Linked DNA regions of Mus musculus: region 1 is linked to region 2. The links are chromatin contacts, called in public Hi-C maps. All regions are on one chromosome and are shown on one strand. Each heading gives the region's core, a stretch centred on a gene start, on an enhancer-like site or on the middle of the called end of the contact. The rest is flanking DNA. Distances are from core to core; before and after follow the strand shown. Region 1 overlaps Cacna2d3 (calcium channel, voltage-dependent, alpha2/delta subunit 3). Region 2 has its middle 30 kb from the start of Wnt5a.

What was found. A called contact is a pair of places that touch in the nucleus more often than the background predicts.
Region 1: a contact with region 2 is called in a Hi-C map of neural progenitor cells, with 4 times the contacts expected there. The contact joins two enhancer-like sites. A contact is called at or near these places in 5 of 484 Hi-C or Micro-C datasets (cerebral cortex, cumulus cells, embryonic stem cells and 1 more) and 3 of 115 datasets of contacts at active chromatin or transcription factors (astrocytes, differentiating embryonic stem cells and embryonic basal ganglia).

What each region holds. Positions count from the first base shown.
Region 1 is chr14:28,957,517-28,960,216 of GRCm38.p6, reverse strand. All of the region lies in intron 31 of Cacna2d3 (calcium channel, voltage-dependent, alpha2/delta subunit 3), which reads left to right. Among named protein-coding and RNA genes, the nearest start is that of Lrtm1, 59 kb to the left of the region's middle. Within about 2 kb of position 1,361, at least 69 of the 459 cell types and tissues checked have an H3K27ac peak or open chromatin away from gene starts, as enhancers often do. A contact at or near this core is called in neural progenitor cells, where this site is marked.
Region 2 is chr14:28,534,575-28,537,274 of GRCm38.p6, reverse strand. No RefSeq gene overlaps it. Among named protein-coding and RNA genes, the nearest start is that of Wnt5a, 30 kb to the right of the region's middle. Within about 2 kb of position 1,309, at least 11 of the 459 cell types and tissues checked have an H3K27ac peak or open chromatin away from gene starts, as enhancers often do. A contact at or near this core is called in neural progenitor cells, where this site is marked.

The DNA of each region.
Region 1 (2,700 bases), core at 112-2,611, 420 kb before region 2:
AGCGCACTGCCTCCTGGGTAATGCAGCAACACACAGCCTTGCAGAGTACGCTCCTCAACTAAAGCTTGTGCTGAGTGATCTGCGGTTAGACGACATGAGAGCAACAGGGCCTGGGTGAGGTAAATTCCTGGCTCCCATGTGAGTGTGCCATGTGGAAATTACAGTGTTCTGTGAGGAGCCGCTTCAGTGGGATGACCTGACTAATGCCGGGTTCTGGGGCAGGAGAGACAGCCCTCCCTTCTTTAAGAATTTCATGTGTTCATGTTTCATGCCCTTGCCTGTGAGAGCGACCCCTACAGAGTGTGCTTTCAAGCTCAACAGGAAAAACATTTGTAGATGCCACTGCAGGTCAGTCGCTTTGCTTCTTAGAGGTTTAGATTAAAAAATGCTTAATTATATAACCCAAGATGAGCCTTATGTCAGCTTCTGGGGTCATTCTTTTATGGCTATATTTATAAATAGTAAGCTGTTTCAAGGTTTGTTTCAGAGTTGCTAATAATTGAACAAGGGATGGAGACACTACCATGATTAGGCACTATTATAGGCAAGTTTCCTGGACTTGTGGCATAGAGTAGGTATTTAATAAATGTTTGTCCCACAGTCGCTAAGCAGACTACATGAGCTTAGCTTACCACTTTAAAATTCAACCTGCTAAGCATTAGAAAAAAGTATTGCTTGGTTGGGATCTTTTTTTTTTTTTTTCTTGGTGGAGAAAACATAAAACAAAACAAAACAAAAAAAGACCCCAGTAACATGAAAATGACTATTAAAAAGTAGATTATCCCGTCCAGGGTGCATGGCAGGCTTTGAGTTGCTACTTGGGACAGAGTGCCTGCCTCTTCACAATTTCAAAGAGCCCCATCTAGGGAGTGGGTTGTTGCTAATGACAAGGTCTTAGGCTGTGGACAACCGTGGTTGAAGTGGTCTGGGGATGAAGTCATGGGAATTAAAGCATGTTATCTGTCATGAGGCTAAATTCCCAGAGCTGAGCTCTACAGGGCTGTACATGGGCTTGGGCTAGGCACAATTCTCAGGGCTTATTTTAGAGCCGAATGAAAGCAGGCAATTATCTTGTTCTTTGACTATAATCAGCAGAACAGGATGCAGGTAGCCACAAAGTGGAGTTATTTAAAACAGTAAAGAAAAAAGAAAATCAATTCCAAAAGAGCAATATTCTCAAAGTCTCCTTTTTGCCAGCATGTTGAGAAGACAGGGAAGGCTGATTCTCTGACCTCTTTGGGAACAGTAGGACCCAACCACCCCCTTTCCCTTCCTTTTGCAATGAGAGGCAGGTGCTCAGGCTCTGCTCGGAAGCTTCCCCATGGTGATTCATTTTGCCCTCCTCAGTGTCAGCTGGGGTCTCTGGAAAAGATCCAGGGAGAATCCTGAGCTTCCAGCCATCTGTCAGTCAGGGAGTTGCCATGGTTACCACCAGGCAGCTGGTCTTGTAAGCCAGCTGGGTTCATTCTGGCTGGGGACTCCTCAGTCGTCCCTCAGCAGGAGGCTCCAAATGATCCAGGACTTTGGTTCTGAGAACCTATCTTAAGCAGCGTTTGTTATGATATTCCAGTGAGAGCCTAGCATCGATATAGATGCGACTCTGTGTTTCTGAGAAGAAAGCAGACTTGAAGTGGATTCAGATTGGCCCTAGGATCATTCTGGCCCTGCCACTCATTAGCTCTGTGGATTTGCACATGTCAGGCTGCCTGAGACCTGCTTTGTACTTTTGGCAAATGGGCTGATATGCTCTGAAGAATCCATTGCTTATGGTCACCACCCAGAATCCAGCCAACAGCAGCTTAGTACCTCAGCCCTCAACTCAGAATGCAGGGATGGAAGGTACTATAGATAGCATGTCCCTCTCACCCCAGCTTTGGAGGGTGCCTTGGACTACAGTAATAAACATGGTGGCTTCCCAGTGAACTGTCCATCCTCTGGCCAGCAGATGGAGGCCTGGGTCTAGACTTCACCAAGGGTAGTGTGGGTCTGGCTCAAGGTCTTTATTTCTACTCCCTAAGCAAAGCTGCTTGTTTGCAGGAAGCAAAAGGTAGACAAATGGGAGACAGTTTCTGATCGAGAGAGTCACCCAGGAGTACATAGGTGATTGTGTAATCACCCTTTGTGCCTTATTGTGCCACTGTGTACCACTCACTGGTTGGAGCTGACCTCCATTGCAGTTTGATTAGTACTGGCCAGTTTTCTTTTTGGCATCTATACATTGATCTGAACTTTCTCCGGGAAGCTGTCCCAATTATGTCATTACGTCTTGGGGCTCACCTGGGTGAGTTTGTCAGCAGGCAGTAGTTTATGTATTTGCCTTGAAAAACAGAATTCCTTCTCCATGATATATACTGTAGTAGGGAATCAGGGAGGTGAGAGACGGATACCACATCAGATTGGCCACATACAGTGGTAATATTGTATTATAGTAGTCTTTTCTAAGCATAGCAATAAGTGTACCCAGTGTTAAGCAATGGACTGTTCTAGAAATGGATTCTTGTGAGGGAGAATTCTACATGGACAAATAAGAGCGAGTGTTTTAAGCTATTTGAAATCTTTCCATGTCAGGTTGGACTTTGGTCAGCTCCCCTTTAAACTGTCAGGAATTGTGGTGGGGCAGTGGAAGTCAGGGGGACCTGTCTCTGTCCACTGCTTCTGAGGATGAGACAAGGCACTTGCTCCATTTACCTTCATTAATTA
Region 2 (2,700 bases), core at 60-2,559:
GAGAGTAGAAATTCACTTATGTCTCTGCGGGGGGGGGGGGCACTTAACACTTGGTACCTAAACAGAGACAGGGCATAACCAAAGATGAGTTTTGGAAAAGTAGTCACATTGCCCCTGGTGTGGGTAGAAAGGCATGTGGCAGAAGCAAGGCTATATGAAGATGAAGTGGACATGGGTACAATCCCAATATAGCCATCCCTTCCTGGGTGGTGTGGACCACTGTCTTGATATAGAAGCTGCTGCATTGCCTCTGCTATGTGTAAAAAGACACTCACTTGAAGCTATTGCATGTGAGACTGAAGTGATCATGGTGGGAATCCTACGGGAACCATCTTCTTTCATGTTGTACAGAATGGCACATCTCCTTGATAAATGTGGTCTGCCAGGACAATGCGGCAACATTTTGGGATCCCAAGAATGGCTGAGGACCAGAAAACATATTGTAATCCCTGGAAGCAGCACAAGAGGAATGGGTTCATTAGGAGCTCAGAAAGAAGCCGTCCTGCCCCTGCCACGGGTGAGAAGGCTGCCGTTGAAGCTTAGCTGTCTGCCCAGAAAGAGATTGCCCACAGAAGGAAGCAATTATGAGAGAAAGAAGAAAAAAAAAAAGACCTGCTGGTGCCATCCTCCATATTAGCCTATGATTTGGTAAGCAAATCAGATAAAGGAGAGGATAAAGTGAAGGTTCTTGTTTGCTGTTTCTCACAGTTTGGGTGTGACAAAAAAAAAAAAGTGTGTGTTGGGGGGGGGGTGGTCTCCAAATAAATTTCTGCCAAATATGCCTCTCTGGTTTTCAAACCTTTGAGTCTGTAGGTATCAGTGGAAATGGGTAAGAGCAATAGGGAGTGAGCTAAGCAGGAGAGAGCCTCTGGATGGTGCCCAGTTCCCTGGGCCAGATAGAACTCTTTGCAGGAGAGTTAAGAAGGGAGAGAGTTCAACAGAGACCTGAGGCTGGTATGGGCTTCTGTGACTTTGCCAAGACCCCTAGTGGGTCATGATCTTTATGAGGTGGGAAAGGCACTGGTAGATCTGAGTGACTTAGACCAGCATGTAAATCAGGTTTGTAAAGTACTAAAGCAATCAAGAGTGGATGAGAGAAAGAAAAAGCAGATGAAGGGGGCTGTCCAGGTCACTTGAAAGCAAATGTGGCGAGATTGGTGTGGAGCCAGGCTTCCTGGGGAAAACCTGACGGAGAGCCAAGCGCTGTATTTGTGAGGTTCTGGAAGGCTTTAAAGCCTGAATAGTTCACCAAAGAAGTGCAGGTGATCCCTGCGGCCAGCTGCCATGAAGGAAGCAGATCTCATGGGTAGGCACTGGGCCAACTGCTTCCCTAAAAGGGAGGCCAAGGCTGCCTGCAGGCATAGCCATTCAGAGTGACCAGAGGCCCCACATTCAGCTGTGGACTTACTGGTTTCTAATATGCTTGGGTGGTTTCAGGATCCAGGCCCTAGTTGGGTCCTGGTGGCCTGCAGAGACATAAGAAGCCATTAGCAGTGGACGTGTAGACAAGGGGTGCAGGTGAAAAGGGGAACTGGCCTTATCACAAAGGAGGCGAAGTTCATGTCTTTCCCCCAACCCCCACCCGCTAGGGCAAGTCACACAACACATACCAATCGTTACTTTGTTCATCCTATCCATTTTTATAGTTTAAAGAGACTTTAATTGCACAAAAGCCAACCACAGTCATCAGAGAGATCGATGAAAACCAGTTTTGGTTTTTGTTGTTTTGTTTTGTCACTTAGAGATAAGAACTACGTAACACTAGATAACACTGTGTACTAATTTTTTTTTTCATAAATACAGGAGGCAAAATTTACCTGCTCATTTCCATTATAAAGCATAAGATCAATGCTGAATGCAAAAAGAGGATGAGGATCCTTGGGTACCAAGTCAGATGCCCTACACTACCCATAATTATCATAGGACTAACTATAAAGGCTGCATTAAGACACCATACAACCAACAGCACACTAATGAGTAAAGGAAACGCCTTCAAATGACTCCCTGGAAAAGAACAGAACTTGGGAGCAAAAGACCATCCTGGTCTCTAGATATCACCAGATAAAGCCACAAGAGTGACATCCCCAAAGGAGATAGATTCGAAAATCATTAAAATTCAGTCAGTTCCCCACCCCCACATCCTCTTTTCCTCACTCCACCTCAGAACTATCTGTAAGTCTTGAAGGGTATCATCATACTGTTCGCTACAGGCAGGAGCACCTGGGTTCACCTCCTTCTCTCCACTAGCCCTGGGACTCCTGATAATGCTCCACTAACTTTGCTACAAATGTGGCAATTTTAGACTCTCTAAGTGGAATTGTATCCAGTGTTTGTCTTTCCACACCTGGCTTTTTTCACTTAGCTTAATTTCCTCCAGACTCACTTACATCCCCTCTCACAGCCTCAAGTCTGACTAATACTTTGTAAGTCAGTACCTCCCTCCCTCCCCTCCCCCGCTCCCCCCGCCCCCCCCACCCCCCCCACCCCCGCCTTGGTCTGTCCATCCGCTGCACACTGACATTGCTTCACGCCTTTACTGTCTTCAGTAGTCTTGACAACAATATAAATATAAATTGAAGATAAAAGAGCAGGTATTTCTTCGGGGACCTGCTCTTAATCCAGTACAGGGATGGATATGTGATAGGCTAGGTGAAGGAGCTTAGCCCTTAGAAACCAAGCTGGAGCCTCCATGTTCCAGCC